Linked DNA regions of Gossypium hirsutum: all the other regions are linked to region 3. Evidence: chromatin contacts called from public Hi-C data. All regions are on one chromosome and are shown on one strand. Each heading gives the region's core, a stretch centred on a gene start, on an enhancer-like site or on the middle of the called end of the contact. The rest is flanking DNA. Distances are from core to core; before and after follow the strand shown.

Region 1 (2,700 bases), core at 174-2,673, 270 kb before region 3:
GTTAATTACCATTTTGATCCTTTTTGCATTTCAAAATTATAGTGATTAACTTTTGCATCCTTTACGATTTAGTCCTTTTTAATTAATTAACTATCGAAACATTAAAATTTTTCAACTGAACTTTAATACCACCTTAAATACACTCTGAAAATATTTATAAAATATTTATGGCTCAGTTTATAGAAATGAGGTCCTGATACCTCATTTTTGAAAGCCACTTGATCTTAGGGTCTTACCACTTGAACTTAATAAATCACTTATATAACATAAATTATCAAATCAAAAACCTTTTTAAAATCACATTTGACTCGTAAATATTAAATACATACTCGTCAAATTTGGTGGCCTCGAAACCACTGTTTCCGACACCACTAAAAAACAGGTTGTTATAGCTTGGGCCCAGCTTAAGCTAAATTTGCAAAAATAAAAGAAATATTGTTTTCTTGCTGTTTTTTCACTGTTTTGTTGCCATTTCACTATTATATTGCTACTATTTTGTTGTCATTGTTTGGATATTGTATAAATTTTATTTTATTATTAATTTTTCTACTTTTTTAGAGGCATTTGCTTGTTAAGTTGTACCTATGTTAGTGTTATTTAATTATAAATATTTATTGAATTTATTTTTAATTTGTTGGGATACATTTATTTTAATGTTTTAGTGTTTTGATGTATTATATTTTTTAAAAATATATATAAAATATAAAAAAAATTAATACAACCAGGCTAGACTAGGCCTGAGTTTTAGCATTATTATCCGGGATAGACTAGAGCTGATGCTTCAAAATGCTTTTTGATGCTTAAATCAGTGCACTGAAGAAAAGAGTTTAATATAAGGTAAACAAGTTAGAGAATAAGAGGTTATACTTGAGGTCAATCCATATTTTTTAGATGGAGTGGTATTCTTAGTCATAAAGTTCATGAACACCTTTTTTCCGAGTGAATGACTTTGATTTATGTAAAATCTTCTTTTGTTTTAATGAGGGAAAGGTTATGTCTTATTTTTTCCATGTTTCATAATGATATTAGCTATTTATACTTCGCATCTAAAAGAGTATGAGCTCATACGAGTTTTTAATTTATTAGAATTTATGTTTTGTGAATTTTTTATAAAGACTTATTTTATAGGTTTGAGCTCATTTTTATAGATAAATATGTAAAAATCTTAAAATTATATTTAAAATAACCTTTAATTAATTAGTATATATTTATATTTAAATTTAATTGTGAAATTTAAAATTTAATTATCAATTTATTAAAAAATATTAAGTTGGAGGATTACATCCACAAAGCTTGAGTTGTAGTCCATTATCTCCAAAAAATAAGTCCATCAGCCCAAAAGCAAGACCCGACATATTCGATCCTAAACTAGGCCTATTACAGTTCGACCCGACAGGCCCGACACAGTTGCAAAAAAGAAAACACCCTAAACCCTCCTTGCTTGCTAGTGCTAACGAAGTGGCAAAGGTAAAAGCAAGCAAGGCGCACTAGAATCTCTCTTTTTTATCTTCCCCTTCTTTAATGGAATCCTTACATTCTTCTTCTTTGCAAACACCATTTTTTTCCTCCCAATCGACTGTCCTCTCCAACAAATCCGTGTCTAACCCAAGAACCATATCCCCATTGATGCATCGAGTCAAGTCAAGGTTCGAACCATTGCGGTGCACCACGAGTCACTCATCTGAAACAGAAGCAAAACCAAAGGAGACAAAGCTTTGGGGTGGGAGATTCGAAGATAGTGTGACTGATATCGTTGAGAAGTTTACTGAGTCTATCTCGTTTGATAAACAGTTGTATAAGCATGATATTATGGGAAGTAAAGCCCATGCTTCTATGCTTGCTGAACAGGTCCTTTTTTTTTTCTCCTCTTGCATTTATTGTTTTTAGAGTGTTTTTAATGAGTTTATGGCTTGTCAGAATTTGGGTAATATTGTACTTTTTAGAATTGCAGAACCCAATTTCTGATCATTTGTCTTGTATAATGGTATTTTGCTAATTTGCTCCAGCTAATTCAAATGCATGTGGGTTTTTATCATTTTTGCTTGCAGGGTTTGATCAGCTTTAGTGATAGGGATAGTATTCTGAAAGGTCTAGATGAAATAGAGAGACGCATTGAAGCTGGTGAATTTGTGTGGAGGACTGACAGGGAAGATGTCCACATGAACATTGAAGCTGCACTGACAGATTTGGTTGGTGAGCCTGCAAAGAAACTCCACACTGCTCGAAGCCGAAATGATCAAGTTTTGACTGATTTCCGCCTGTGGTGTCGTGATGCTATAGACAGGATTATTAGTAGCATTAGACATCTCCAAGTTGCTTTGGTGAAGTTGGCTCTAAATAATGAGGGTCTCATCATTCCTGGTTATACACATTTACAGAGGGCACAACCTGTTTTACTTCAACATCTTCTTCTAGCATATGTGGAGCAGGTTTGAGTCATTTCATTCATAAGCTATTCTAGATCAAACCGAACATCCATGTATGTTATATATATGATTATTATGTAGTGAACTAGCACTGAGTTTTCCAACTCCAGAAGCAGGGTTAAAAAACCGTCACGTGTCTCCTATATATGTCAAAATAAAGCGGTTGCTTTATTGGTTAATTGGAAAACTTTGTTCTTGAACTTTTAGAACTTAGAAAGAAGCTTATCTGATTAATATTTCTAATAGAAAAATGACTAAGTTTGAAAGCATAACA
Region 2 (2,700 bases), core at 47-2,546, 490 kb before region 3:
AGAGCTAATCTGAATCAGCACTTTCTGCATTTAAAACAAATCACATACTCGTTAACAAACTGCAGTCAACCCAAGGAATTAGATGCAGCAAAACAAACCATTAGATTGAACTTATGAAATCTTATATTATCCTCGGCACAATGTGTTCATCTTTGTGCAAAAACAAAATAATATCTTTTTTAATTCATTAGAGGCAACAAAAAATACAGTCTTAGACAATATTTACTGTCAATACCAGAAATTTAGACATAATCCAGAAGAATAAAAGAGGCTAAGTGATAAACAGGCCCTGTCAAAAATAGAGAAAAAGGGATAAAGAACACATCTTTTCTTTTTCCTGCTAAAAATAGATTTCGCAAAATTGGGCTTTAAACTAACCATAAAACCAAAAACTCTTTTCCCATTTACTTTTTCAAACTCCGTTTACATTTTCCTGAATTCAAGTACAAACAGAATCTCAAAATAAACCAATTAAACACCCTCAAAAAAGGTGGATAAGTTGAAGCTAAAGTTTCCTTCTTTGATGAATGCAAAGCAAAACCAAAAGTTCCTTCCTTGAATTTCAATATTCGATTATGAGAAAAGAAAAAATTCATTGGAAAGTCTAAAGAAAAAAAATCAACAAACGAAGTACCTTAAAAGCTTTCCAACGAAAAAAGAAAAGACACCCAGATTTTCAGATATTCTGCACGACAATCAGATAAAAGGGGTGATGAAATTGCAAACCCACAGATTTTTATTACTATTATTAATATATATTTTTTAAAAATTGTTTTATCCCTTCAATTCACTTCCAAGAATCAGTTTTGTTTTAAACAGAAGGAGAGTACATTACGAATACAAGGGAATATTATTATACTTTTAACAGCGGATTATCATCAATATTATTTAAAAAAAATGAAATAACTAAGCAGGGTCAGGGAAGGGATTTCAAGAGATGTTGGTATGACTGGGGGAATTTAGTTGATTCAAGTGAGATGGGGCGTAGAGGATTAACGGCAACTGGGGGCGGAATTTGGTTGCCAGGTCAGATGTGAGGTGCGGTTGAAAGGGTGACGTGGCGCTGGATTGACCAGAAACAGGAAAAAAGGAAAACGTGTGATGGTTGTTCAAGTAACCCTCACACCCACTTCTCGGAATTTCCCACCGCTTTTCGGCCCTATGCCCTCTTTCCTTTTTATATAATTTGGGTTAATATAATTTTGGTCCATATTCAAATTCAAACCCTTTCTTTTTGTTTAGATTGATATTCAACTTTGATTTCCCATTTTTGTAAGTCCAGTAAAATTAAATGAAGTGGATTAATTAAGGTGTTATACGTGACAACTACATCAATTGATGATGTGACATTTATACTATATTTTTAGATCGGATGATTTATGTCATTCGATTTTAACGAAGTTACTAAAGTGGACTAAAATATGTGTAGGAAGTTAAAAATAAGTATTAAATTTGAATATTGAAGATAAACTAATGTACTCAAATAATATGGGTAAATTATACTCAAGATCATTAAACGATTAGTAAGTTTATGTTTTGGTCATTTGACTTTAAAATGTTACGAAATAATAATTATTGAACTGTTCGAAAGTTTTCATCAAAGTCATTGAACTATTCGAAAGCTTTTATTTAAGTCACAGGGACATTTAAAATTGTTAAATGAAAAAAAAAATTGTAGAAGAGAACGGAAATAAGAGTTTTCGATTGGTGTAGGTGATGTAAATAGAGAAGCCATACAACAGCAATTTTAATAGGCTAGTGACTTAAATGAAAACTTTTGAATAATTCAATTACCATTTTGTAACTTTTTCAAATTGAATGACCAAAATATAAACTTACTAATAGTCTAGTGACCTTGAGTACAATTTATCTAAAAACTATATTTTCCCTTTTATTTTTCAATACAACACCAATTATATAAATCTTATTATTTTGTGGATTCTTTCTTAAAAGAATGGTAAATTTCATTCGCAGTGATCCAACTATTAAAGTTTTTATTTTAAGCACTCAATTACAAAAATTTTCAATTTGATCGTTAACATTTTTGACATTTGATATTTTTGTCACTTCTCCATTAAATTGTTAATAGAATGTTAACGTGACTTTTTTTTGTTGATAAAATAACAAATTTAGCCATGAACATTTATATTTTCTATTAATATGGTCTTGAATAAAAAAATTGAAATATATATATTTAAAAATTAAAAATACATAAAAAAATTAAAAATAAAAACATATAAAATTAGGTTAAAATGTGTCACAAGTCCTTGTACTTTTCAAAAATTGAGAATTTAATCCCTGTATAGTTATTTCATGGAATTTAGTTAGTTTACTTTTTAGATTTCAAAATTCAGGTCCAACTATTAAATTATTATTATTATTTTGTTAAATTCAAGTTAATTACAAAGTCATTTTTTTTAATTATATAGCTACCAAGTGAGTATTTTTTATTTAAAAAAATGTCATAATAACAAATTTAACAAAAAAGTTTAACAATGTTAACAGTTGGACTTGAACTTTAAAATTTGAAAAATAAATAGACTAAATTTCATGAAATAAAAATATATAGACTAAATTCCTAATTTTTAAAAAATAGGGGAACTTATGACATATTTTAACCATAAAATTATAATTCCAATAAAGAAAAGGCCACATCACAAGGCCAAAATATCAAATGTCAAACAGGCTAGCGATGAAATT
Region 3 (2,700 bases), core at 105-2,604:
AGGGACTAATTAGGCTCATTGGGTCGAATTTTTACAAAATATCCTTTCATAGAAAAATTACCATTTTACACCTTTTGCCTCATCATTATTCTTTATTCCATTCAAGACACTTAGTCCTTCAAAATTTCTATATTTTGTACTTACTAACATTAATTATGGGTTTTCCATGCATAATTTTGCATTCAGGACCTTTTTTGATAAAATTTAAAAATTTACGATTTAGTCTATAAACTCTCATTTTCATTCAACTTTTCCAATTTAATCCCTAAAGTGACTTTCATCAAATTAATACTCAATCTAATGCGTTCTTATGTTCTCCCATCATTATTGACTTTTATTTTCCTTAATATGATCAATTTACTCTATCATCCATGACTTTTATAATTTTACAATTTAGTCCTTTTTATACCAAGACCACATCTTCACAATTATTCTCTAAATTTCCCTTTTCTAAAAATCAAAATAATTCTTTAAAAGTTCATTAATAATAATGCTCCTCAAATGCTCTTCTATATTTTACCAGATCAAGTTCTGGAACAATATCACTTACTTTATTAAAAAATTTGGGGTGTCACACATAAGAAATATAAATGAAATAAAATGATGCTTCTAATGCACATTAGAGTCCTAAAGTATGACTTAAACTATATCAAATTTTTTATTCTAATGGACATGCACTTTATAGTACTAAAGTATTGGCATAATGATTTATTTAGGCCTCCAGTTTTACAAAAAAAGAACCATTTTAGCCAATCCCTTTAAGTTTTCGCCTCTTTTAGCTTTTGAACTTGTATTTTTGTTTAATCATTCCAAAATGGATGAAAAAGTTAACTTTTTTAACTTTGCTAATATAGCATACACGTGGATGATATGTCAGCATTTAATTAATTTTTTAAAATTCAAAAAAATTAAAAAATAGTTTTTTTAATTTTTTATACATTTTTAATCATTTTAATGGTTTTTAATTTTTAAAAATAATTTTTATATACTTTTTAAATTTTTAAAATTTTAAAAAATTAATTAAATGCTAATGTGTCATCTAAATTAAAAAGCATTAATCTAAATAAATTATTATGTCTAAAATATTTGTAACAGTGCCAATAATTCAATTTGTTTTATATATTTTGTTCACACCAGATTTTACTTTGGGAATATTATATGGAACTATTTAATACAACTGAAAATGGATTGGACATTCTAATACAATTTAGCTAAAGCCCCTGGATGAGCCCAAATTGAGAGTTCAGGGTGGGGCCGCGATTGGGCTAGTATTTCGGGTAAAAAGTAAAAACCCGGTTTAAATCCGATCCGTCCCGTTTATATTTCGACGTGGCAACAGTTGGTTGGGCAATTAAATCAATTCCCTCTCCCTGTAAATAAATCCCATCCCAATCGGTTGCATCGAGAGAACACTTCCGCTTTTTCCTCTCTTTTTTTTTTCCCTCTGTTTTCGATGGCATCCGCCACCGTCGACCACCGCAATCACCTCCACATCGAATCTATCCCCGTCGTAGATCTCCGTCTCCTCTCTCAACCCGACCTCCTTTCCCTTGCTTTATGCTCCTCTTCTCCTTCCCCTTCCAATGCCGAAACCGAACTCTTCACTCCCAAAATTGACCGCTCCGTTTTCAACGAATCCGCCGGAAGTCGCAAACAAACTTTCTTCCGCCTCCGCTTCGCCGCACCCCGCAGCCACCTACACCACCAACATTCCTCTCCTCCTTCCGAGCCCTTCCCTTCTCGTTCACTATACCTAAACCCTGAATCTCTTGACGAAGAAAGCTCTAACGCCCTCTCTCTGCTTAAATCACTTTTCAACATCGATGATTCGCTGCCTGCTAACCCCGAAGCTGACGAACCGTACGATGACAAGGATCTTGTGCCGGTTCAAATCGAATATCCAAACGGGAATTCCGGTTTGCAGAATATTCCGGTCGACATTGTTAGTAGTAGTTTAAGAAAAAGGAAGCGAGGGAGGCCAAGGAGGGACGGGAAAGATAATTGGCTGATTGAGAGCGAGCCTTTAGCAATAGAGGAATATAAAGAAATGAAAACCTTTAGGCCAAATGAGACAGCGGATGCCGGTAATAGTAGCAGTTGTAACGAAGGGAAGAGGAGGAGAGGGCGGCCACGAAAGGAGGAGAGTCAAAGTAGAGTGATTGCAAGCGAGGAAAAGAAAGTTGAGAGCGAAATTGAGAAGGCAGCGTTTGTGAATGTAGAGGCGATTCTGGGAATTGAAGAGGAGTTGAGAAGGAGGACTGAGGGGATTGTTACAGAGGTGCAACTGCTGGAGTTTATGAAGGGTTTAGAAGGTCAATGGGCGAGTAAAAGCCAGAAGAAGAGGATTATCGACGCAGCTGGGTTTGGGAATGTGCTTCCAAGAGGGTGGAAGCTTATGCTCTTCGTGAAGAAGAGAGCCGGCCATTGTTGGTTAGCTTGTAGCCGATATATAAGGTTTTCCATTACTTTCTTTTACTTTTATTTTAATATTCTCGTTAATCATAGCCTGCATATTTTATCAACGCTGTTTACCTCTTTTTTTTTTTTTGGGGGGGGGGATAAGTTTTATATTCATCCAAAGAAACAGCCAATGCTGTAAAAACAATCAAAACAACATAACCTTGTACCTATACAAAACAAAAAAAAATATATATACCACTTATTCCAAAATGTTTCAAACTAAGCACAGAAGCTGATCAC

Evidence for each region. Hi-C and Micro-C count contacts between places; a contact is called where the count stands out from the background.
Region 1: a contact with region 3 is called in a Hi-C map of leaf, with 5 times the contacts expected there. The contact joins the promoter of LOC107917934 here to the promoter of LOC107894331 in region 3. A contact is called at or near these places in 4 of 34 Hi-C or Micro-C datasets (hypocotyl and leaf).
Region 2: a Hi-C map of leaf shows a contact between it and region 3, with 3 times the contacts expected there. The contact joins the promoter of LOC107916811 here to the promoter of LOC107894331 in region 3. A contact is called at or near these places in 5 of 34 Hi-C or Micro-C datasets (callus, fibers and leaf).

The regions. Positions count from the first base shown.
Region 1 is chrA01:34,806,363-34,809,062 of Gossypium_hirsutum_v2.1, forward strand. LOC107917934 (argininosuccinate lyase, chloroplastic) reads left to right here and starts at 1,424. Exons shown (of 6, transcript XM_016847356.2): 1 at 1,424-1,848; 2 at 2,049-2,429. The coding sequence starts at 1,522.
Region 2 is chrA01:34,593,831-34,596,530 of Gossypium_hirsutum_v2.1, forward strand. LOC107916811 reads right to left here and starts at 1,297. Exons shown (of 3, transcript XM_016846186.2): 1 at 635-1,297; 2 at 1-24.
Region 3 is chrA01:35,080,240-35,082,939 of Gossypium_hirsutum_v2.1, forward strand. It overlaps LOC107894331, which reads left to right and starts at 1,355. Exons shown (of 7, transcript XM_041112052.1): 1 at 1,355-2,454. The coding sequence starts at 1,454.